Regions from separate parts of the Sus scrofa genome. Here regions 1 and 2 are each linked to region 3. The links are chromatin contacts, called in public Hi-C and HiChIP or PLAC-seq maps. All regions are on one chromosome and are shown on one strand. Each heading gives the region's core, a stretch centred on a gene start, on an enhancer-like site or on the middle of the called end of the contact. The rest is flanking DNA. Distances are from core to core; before and after follow the strand shown. Region 1 overlaps RNF144B (E3 ubiquitin-protein ligase RNF144B). Region 2 has its middle 220 kb from the start of RNF144B. Region 3 overlaps RNF144B (E3 ubiquitin-protein ligase RNF144B).

Region 1 (3,104 bases), core at 91-2,590, 140 kb before region 3:
TTATTCATGACAGAGACCCCTCAGCTCAAATGTACATGATCTACTCTTCCCATTGAGTAGCTATTAATTTGGTTAGAATTGAGAGAGAGAAGCCTTTGGAACTGTTACACTGGTAAGAACCAGATGACACTGAGTAAACATCACTTCTGTTTTTGAAGGTTTTCTTTTCTTTTTTTTTTTTATAGCTGAGGATTTTAAAAAATCACATTGAGGTCTATAATTTAGAACCATAAATAAGCAGCCAATGTACATATGGTTTTGATCTGAAAGATGTCCAGCTTTTATCCAAGTAATGCAAACGGAAAGATCTACACATATAATAAGGCAGTCCAATTTTACAAGGAGCTAAGTGAGCAGAGGGAAGAGTCACAGGAGATAATGTGGGAACAGTCAGGAAGGGCCAGATAGCAGATTATGATGATAAGCCGTAAACGTGATGAGATGCCACTGGAGGAGAAGGCATTTTAATCAGGGGAGTGCCATGATCTGATTTCCACTTACTAAAGATTATTCTGGCAACTATAAGAAGAAAGGCTGGTAGTAGAACAAAGGAGCAGCAGAGAGCTCTGTTAGGAGGCCACTGCAGCGGTCTAATCCAAGATGATACATGTTAGAAGCAGAAGTTCTGATAATTTAGAGCATATTTTGAAGGTGAAAACTGTCCAGATTTCCTGGCAGAGAGGCAGTTGGATGCAGTCATGCCAGGTGACAACTACGGACCTAGAAAGGTACCTGGAAAGTAGTATTCGTTGACTAAAGGAGGGAAGCAACATCAAAGAAATATAAGAAACAGGATCTGTATTCCCTATGGCAATAAAAGATAATGATAGCATCTCTGGTAAGGTTCTATATTGTTCAGCTCTGCCTTCAGATATTTCCAGGGAACAGAAACAACTATCCAGAGATATCTCTGTAGGGGCATCTTGGGGTCTCTTGGAGAAGAGTTTCCCCCAATGGAACAGAGATCAAGACCTACGAGTCTGACCAGGTTACACTGATAAGGTATCTGAGTACAGTACAGCATCTGTCCTTCCAACTGTCCTTCAGCCCAGCTCCCAGAAGAGCAGCTCCAAGTAAAAGTCCACTGCATCTAAAAGACTTGTTTGCTTTCTTAAAAAATTATTACAATTCCAATATGCCATGAAGAGCACAGTTTTGCTTTCTATACCTGAAGTAACACAGGGTCCCCCAAGTGGGGCCTAAAGCCAGCGTGGTAGAAAAGGGGAAAATGCTGAGGAGGCATCAGACCTTGGCAGCCCTGGCAGCTCACAGGACCTGCCAGAATCCAAGCCAAAAAGGAACAGATTAATGGACAGCAGGTGGGAGCCAAATGGCAATCTCATCAGCAAGTGCTGTCTTCTCCTCACTCTCTCATCTACCCCAACTATCTGAGAGGAGTCTGAAGGGAAGGAGAGCCCCCAGGCTTAGTGGGGGACTTTCTAAAATGCTTTTTATTACTATTATTGAGAATTCAATTCTACCTCCTGGCTTGTGGCCTGGGAAACAGAGTGATTATGTAGATAAACCAAATGCACGCTTATCCAAACATTTAAGGTTTAGTTTCTTCCTCCTTCCAATTTCTATTTCAAAGATGAAGAAAACAATGAACTGATGCCCATTCAACTAATTTCTCCTGTATCGGCAGTGGTGCAAGTCTGCTGTAGCTTTGAGATGGGGAAAAACTCAGAAGTCTAGCAAAAGAGAATAGTGCCCCCAGCACTTTTAACATGAACGGAATTTAAAAGTGATTGTTTGTAACATACTTAAATCAGAGACAGACAGGTCACAGACCTGAACTGGAATTTACTTATGAAAATTAGAGTTGATTACTGAAGTAAAGCCCCATGACTCTCTGATCTTCAGACTCTGCTTGTTCATGTAAATTATGCAAGGCAGGAAATGCTATTTAAAGCTATTCTGTGCTCTGACAATTATTAGGAAATAGAAACACTCCAAGAAAATAAAACTGCCATGAAACATAAAGACCACATCTGACCCCAATAACTTCTTTCAGTTTTCAAAAAACTAACTGGAGACCCTTGGTTTTCCCACCTGGAACTATCAGCATTCGATACGGCAGAGCTTGCTTTTTATTCTATTATACATTTTCTCAACTACTATGAGAAGTTTTTCTGCCATTTTCTACCATTGTGAGGCTGTTCCAAAAAAGACATCGTGTACATTTTTTATGATTGTGGGAAATACCATGCACTCAAGCTAATTTGATTATCAGCTGAAATAAATCAAACTGTTTTAACTTTTATGACCTGCTGCATTTTTAATTATGCCAAAATTAATTTGCTTTCTGCTATCTCAAAGAACAAAGGTCTTCTGCAGATGGTTAAAATGCAATTAAACTGAACTGATTGGAATTAACATCTGCTAGCGTAAACATACCCGAACAGAAGTGGCCATCAGCAGAGGGGCTGCTCTCAAGACAGTTGAAGAGAACCACAAAATTTCAAGCTTGGAAACAACTTTTGAGGTTATCTGGTCTAAAACTGTTGTACTGAGCCCAAAAGAAGTAGAGAGTTGGCATAACTCATGGTTAGGTAGTATATGAAGGATCGGGCCTTTTTTACTCTAGAATATCATTATTTATGTAAAAACATAATCAGGTAATTAAACATATTTTAAGCGCCCCTATCACCACGGGAATCTTTTCTCTTTCAAGCAGAAACTTTGAATGCTCCATCTCAGCAAGTCATAATATCCTCTTGAAGCTGGTCAGAAAAGGTGGATTCACGCTTTGAGTAAGAATATACACATGAAGGAAACTGATATAATAGGTGGTGTAAGGAATCTGCCTAGATTATTAAGTTTCTATAAAACTCTAGAATCTAGGACACAAAGGACGGAAACACAGTGAAAAAGACTTGAGTTACGATGAAAAGTAAACAGATTGATATTATTGTGCACTCAGGCCAAGGTCTGATCTGGATTCTGGAAGATGTTCCTTAGTTTAAAAGACTGGGGACAAGACTCGAGGGTGCAATGACAACAACCAGAAGAATAACAATAATGGCAGTAATAATTCATCGAAGGCACACTGTGACATAGACAATATGAACTCATTTATTCTCTACAACAGCTCCAGGACAATC
Region 2 (3,004 bases), core at 459-2,958, 210 kb before region 3:
TACAAACAAAGTTTGTAAATGCTAATTCTTATGTTTTATGGCCTCTTCAAAGTACTCACTAAGTTTAGTTAAGATAGAGATCTTAAAACAGGATGCATAGCTGCTATACCATGTAATAGTTAACCAATGTACTTTTAACACTGTAATGCAATCTGTAATGAAAAACTGTCTATATAATCAACCACTGTTGCCAAAAAAGTTTGAGCAGTCCAGCACCCTGAAAGAAGGGACAAAGAGGCTGTCTCTGTAACTGTACATTCGCCAATGCTGTGTCCCTCTCCAATCGGGATGTATACTCCCTGGCCAGCAGCTACAGCTCTGATTAAACCCCTAGGCTGGGAACCTCCAAGTGCTGTGGGAGCAGCCCTAGAAAAGGCAAAAAAGGAAGATGTGGTATATATACACAATGGAATACTACTCAGCCATGAAAAAGAATGACATAATGCCATTTGCAGCAACCTGGATGGAACTAGAGAATCTCATCCTGAGTGAAATGAGCCAGAAAGACAACGACAAATACCATATGATATCACTTATACCTGGAATCTAATATCCAGCACAAATGAACATCTCCACAGAAAAGAAAATCATAGACTTGGAAAACAGACTTGTGGCTGCCTGATGGGAGAGGGAGGAGTGGGAGGGATCGGGAGCTTGGGCTTATCAGACACAACTTAGAATAGATTTACAAGGAGATCCTGCTGAGTAGCATTGAGAACTATGTCTAGATACTCATGTTGCAACAGAACAAAGGGTGGGGGAAAAAATGTATACATGTAAGGATAACTTGATCCCCTTGCTGTACAGTGGGAAAATAAAATAAATCTTAAAAAAAAGAAAAAGAAAAGGCAAAAAAGCAAACACACACATACACACACACAAAAGAAAAAAGAAATCTCTTGAGTTTGAGTTGGATTTTTTCACTGGAAATACTTGCCCAGATCAGCATAGCTGAGCCAGCTAGAACTCAACTCTGAATTCTGTGGAAGGGATCCCAATATAAAAGAACAAAGCAATAAAAAGCAATCAACAACCACGGCCTAGGAGAGCCCTGTCAAAAGGAATGATAATCACTGATATGGATGTGATATGAATGTCACTTCACCTCTGGTCTTCCTCCCAGGCTAATCATAAGAAAAACATGAGGCACATTTCAACAGAGAGGAATTACACAAAGTATCCAATCAGTACTCTTCAAAACTGCCAGGATCATCAAAAACAAGTCTGAGAAACTGTCACAGGTAGAGGAGCCTAAGAAGACACAATAACTGAATGTAATGTAAATGTGGTAGCCTAGATGAGATCAGAAACAGAAAGGACATTATGCAGAAATTAATAAAATGTGGATAAAATACGGAGTTTAGCTAACTTTTTTAAAAAGAGGGTAAAATAACCACTGCATTCACTAGTTAGTCTTTGTTCTGACAGTTGAGACACCTGGGAAGATGATGGCCACTGGAGTTGCTTCCACTTTCCTGGATGATACCTTTTCATCACAAGGCCTCTTCCACTCATTCAGCACATGAGGCTCTGTGCAAGGTACTGGGCTCAGAGATGTGCAAGCTATGGCTTCACACTCAAGGAACCTCCAATCTAGGGAGCACCAGACAGAAAGGGTAGGTCTTTTGGCTCCAACAGTGGCTCTTAGACCCACTGCCTCCCCAGCAGAGCTATACTTAGAGCTTGGCTTGGAGCGATCAGTCCTTGGATTGCAGGTGGTTGGGTCATTTCAGGAGAGAGGAGGAAGAAGAAAAAGGAGTTGGCCCAGTTGGCTAACTCTGAGAAGTGACAAGAGGCTCTTAAACCCATACAAATATGCAATTCCTTTTCTTAAATTTCTGAGGCAGATATGCTTAAAAATTGAGAATCTTTCAGAATTTAGAAAGCAAATATGGTGAATTACAAAGACCTCCAGTAAGATCTGGAGCCATAATCAAATGTATTAGTATCACAAAGTAAAAGCAAATATTACTCAAAGTGGGATAAACATAATGATAATAAATAACCTCATATGAATTCCAGACAGGTTTTGCCACCAATGAATTTTGATGCCAAACAGAGTAATATTCTCAGTTTTCAGAGCTTTGTGATGTTAGAGTTTTGGATAAGGCATTACAGACCTGATTAACCTCATCTCATCCACACATTACTTGCAAGCTCCTAAACTTGAGCATGAATCACAATCACCTGGAGGACTTATTCAAACATGAGTCCTACATGCAGAGTTTCTGACTCTGTAGGGCTGGAGCAGAGCTGAGAAGTGCTTTCTGACAAGCTCCCAAGTGCATCACCTGAGTGGAGCTGCCCCTGGGTCACACTCAGGATCCACGCTTTACTGGATAGAGACTTCTCACTCCACACTGAAGTGAAAAAAATCAATAAACACTCAAACCCATTTTTTATTTTCATAAAGTTTATCTCTCAAATGACCCCAGTGTGTATTTGACGATTCATAGCTGCCTGCCTGTTTGACACACAGAGGGACAGAAAGGCAGCTGGATACTTGTGAAAAGCTTGGTTGCCATGGGACTTTGATGGAATGTTACCCTGAAAAGCCCAAGCTAGGCTCTTCACTGGTACAGGAATCAAAACGGCAATTCTAAAGGGGATTGGGGAGAGGGAATAGACTTGATTTTAAAGAAAATTCCTTAATTGAAATTCCTTTCCTAAACCACTGTATCATGTTACTATAGGAAAAAAGAAAAAAGAAAACAACTTTGCAAACGATTTTCAAAAGTCCATTAAACATGAAAAATACTATTTTCCTTTTAACATACATAACACTTGGCCAACATGGAAACTAGCTGACATAGATCCACTTCCTTTGGGAATCAGGGAAGTTGTGCAAACTCTTGTGAGTTGATGCTCTTAATTTCTCTACTCACAAGCCAGTTGCTAACTTCAATACATCTCTTTATTGTCCCCCTACATTGTTTTCCAACTCTACCCCTCCATCTTTATTTTCTAGATCTTACGAAACCCAGAAAAATCTCTCCTCCTCTAC
Region 3 (2,928 bases), core at 405-2,904:
GGATGAGAGCAGAAAATGAAAATAATGTTTTAGGAACACAAAATAAGCAACAGTTGTCCAAATGTCACACTCTGCTTTCCTAAAAACTGAGTTTTACATAAAGAGCATTTTATTTGCCGTTGAGTAAGTGCAATCCAATAGGTTTATATTTCCAGGCAGTCTCTGATTCTTAGAAGTGTATTTTGCAGACGAGAACAATGGCAATTATTATAAGAAATTTTCTCCATCATTCATACCTCCCTCAGGTAAAAGAATATCACGCTCCAATGCCAACTGCATGAAACTGCCACACACACACATACACGTGAAAAATGAACAAGCCAGAACATGGTCTACATAAAAGCAAACAACTGAACTAGCTTTCTTAGGTCACTTAGTCCCTTGACAAATCCATGAGGATAGCAATGACATTAATATAACTTAGATGCACCCCTCCTGGCCAGGGGCGATGGCTTTATGGTTCTGTAGCCCACTTACTTTAGGCTCTGAGAGAAGTCATTCAAAAGCCGGAACAAGAAAGCAGTGACAGCCTTCTACCATTAAGGCACATGGCAACTGATCTAGAGGCTTTGTCACTTGTTCCCTTCATCCAAACTGACTGCAAACAAAGCGTTCTGAAGATTTGATAGCTGAACTCTAAGTGCAGCCCCTCTTGCACTTTCATCAAAAAGGAAGCCTGCCAATACTTTCCCAAGGTCTTAGAACTCAGGAAGAGTAAAGTAAATTTAGATAAAGTTGACAAATCTCATGAAAAAGTTCAAGATCTGGGTATCTACATCTCTTAAAAAAAAAAAAAAAAAAAAGAAGAAGGAAAGAAAAAAAGAAGAGATTTAAAAAGCAAGTTAAAAAAAAAAAACAAGACACTCATTTCCACTACATCCATGGGAAACTTTTTCTGAATGCCAAAGAAGACAAAAGCTCTTAAATACATGGGAAATACACTTCCATACCAGAAAAACCTGGAAAATGTATACTTGGATATATCCAAGTGATACTTACAAAAGAACTCAGAATATTGTGTTCTGGGACAGTTAAAATTTTGGATGATTTAAGCACCATTTATCCCTTGAATTGTTGTACTAAGATATACTTAGACCTGGTTCTTATAGTTTAAAAATGTGTTTAAGATCCCTAACCCAAAATAGCTAGCAGCATGTTACTCTGATTTCCTGGAATTACAGATCAACAGTGCTAGAAAGATATTCAAGATGATTTGTTTCAACACCTATTTATAGATGGACAAACTAAGTCCCTAACAGGATGAAAGTCAGGCAGTGCCAGTACGAAAACTAGGACCCAGAGTCCTTGATTCTTGGTTTCATTAACTGAAGCTTAGCTGAGATTTAAAATAATACAGTTCAAAAAATTGAGATGGGTTGTAGCAGTCACTCCAGATACAGTTTGCTACCATAGGTGATAAAAAAAAAATAGCCAAAGAGGAGAATCAAAATAATGATACAGAAATACCCCATCAGAGGCATGTTCTTCCTTAAAAGAAACATCCCTTAGCAAGTTTATAATCTGAGGTTAAAATAAACCCTAAATCTTAATGACTTAAAACTAAAAGGGTTTTCTCACTCATGCTACATGTCCATTCTTGCTCAGCAGGGGGCACTGCACATCATTATCATTCAGAGACAGGCCTGGGGAGCAATTAGCAGAGAGAGATTCCCAGGTCTCCAGCCATGGGTTAAACACTGCCGCTCAGAAATGACACACAATTCTGCTAGCAAATTATTGGTCGAACTGGTCACATGACCCCATCCAACCACATGGGAGTCAGAAAATGGAATACTGAAGGCAGAAAGCCAGAAACTTTACAGTGGTACTAACATACAGCGTATTTTTCAAACATGAATAACTGCATATTGCCCTTCTCTGATTGGATACACAAGTTTATTAAGTACCTAGTTATTTTTTTCCATCCTGAGCAGGAAAAAGCTAAACAGAATGTCACCAAGAATCAAGAACCTTCAGCAACAGCCTTTGTTCAATCACCAGATAATTAATGACACTGGCAAGCCACTTTAGTTTCCTCTTTTGCAAAAAACAAATGACAAAGGATGATTTCCATGGTTGCAGCTAGCTTTCTAAGGTCCACAGTCCTAACTTAGTTTATAAATATATACCAGAGGATTTCTCACTGGTTGTATTGGCCATGCTAAAATCAAGACGGATTCTCTTGAAAATGTAATATTCAAATACAGAAGCTTTAATTTTATGCAAAAATAGTGATGACCTGGTTGTTGAATTGGAGGGTTTGGTATTTTGCTTTTGTTTTGTTTTGCTTTTTCCAAATAGTCACAAAAGTATAAAATCTTTTATTTTATTTATTTGGTCTTTTTAGGGCATGTGGAGATTCCCAGGCTAGGGGTCGAATCAGAGCTGTAGCTGCTGGCCTACACCACAGCCACAGCCACGCCAGATCCTTAAGCCACTGAGCGAGGCCAGGGATCAAACCTGCATCCTCATGGATGCTAGTCAGATTCGTTTCCCCTGAGCTGCGACGGGAACTCCAGAAAAACTCACTTTGTTCAAAGAGTTATGGCATGTTGCTTGCATAGGGCTTGCTCCAAAGAACCCTCTACCACCCCTAGGACTGGTTTTCCTGACCGAAGCAGAAGTCTTCTGTTCATTCGGGACCTGACTACACTTTACTATGCCTAGATATACAATCTTTTTGTTATTTCTCCCTGCTTATATTTGTCCCTTTTCTTATAGCACTGAAAGAATCCTAAATGCTCCAAGGCAATAGGTGGCATTACACTTTTTTTCCTTCAGGGATCAGTTCATGACATTTTACCTGAATGAAGGTCATTCTCTTCAACTAGTTCAGGAGATACAGACACTCATTATTTACTCCTGATCATTAAGAACAATCTCAACAAGAAAAAAAAAAATTTACATTTTATGGGAAGAACAGTTAGA

What was found. Hi-C and Micro-C count contacts between places; a contact is called where the count stands out from the background. HiChIP or PLAC-seq counts read pairs in DNA pulled down with a chosen protein or histone mark.
Region 1: a Hi-C map of skeletal muscle shows a contact between it and region 3, with 3 times the contacts expected there. The contact joins two enhancer-like sites. A contact is called at or near these places in 2 of 47 Hi-C or Micro-C datasets (embryonic fibroblasts and skeletal muscle).
Region 2: an H3K27ac HiChIP or PLAC-seq map of skeletal muscle shows a contact between it and region 3, with 6 times the contacts expected there. The contact joins two enhancer-like sites. A contact is called at or near these places in 2 of 5 promoter capture datasets (fetal liver and liver), 35 of 47 Hi-C or Micro-C datasets (adipocytes, adipose tissue, alveolar macrophages and 18 more) and 2 of 2 datasets of contacts at active chromatin or transcription factors (alveolar macrophages and skeletal muscle).

What each region holds. Positions count from the first base shown.
Region 1 is chr7:14,103,062-14,106,165 of Sscrofa11.1, reverse strand. The region is part of intron 4 of RNF144B (E3 ubiquitin-protein ligase RNF144B); the gene reads right to left. Among named protein-coding and RNA genes, the nearest start is that of RNF144B, 160 kb to the right of the region's middle. Within about 2 kb of position 1,340, at least 4 of the 83 cell types and tissues checked have an H3K27ac peak or open chromatin away from gene starts, as enhancers often do. A contact at or near this core is called in skeletal muscle, where this site is marked.
Region 2 is chr7:14,168,860-14,171,863 of Sscrofa11.1, reverse strand. No RefSeq gene overlaps it. Among named protein-coding and RNA genes, the nearest start is that of RNF144B, 220 kb to the right of the region's middle. Within about 2 kb of position 1,708, at least 5 of the 83 cell types and tissues checked have an H3K27ac peak or open chromatin away from gene starts, as enhancers often do. A contact at or near this core is called in skeletal muscle, where this site is marked.
Region 3 is chr7:13,960,382-13,963,309 of Sscrofa11.1, reverse strand. All of the region lies in intron 1 of RNF144B (E3 ubiquitin-protein ligase RNF144B), which reads right to left. Among named protein-coding and RNA genes, the nearest start is that of RNF144B, 16 kb to the right of the region's middle. Within about 2 kb of position 1,654, at least 4 of the 83 cell types and tissues checked have an H3K27ac peak or open chromatin away from gene starts, as enhancers often do. A contact at or near this core is called in skeletal muscle, where this site is marked.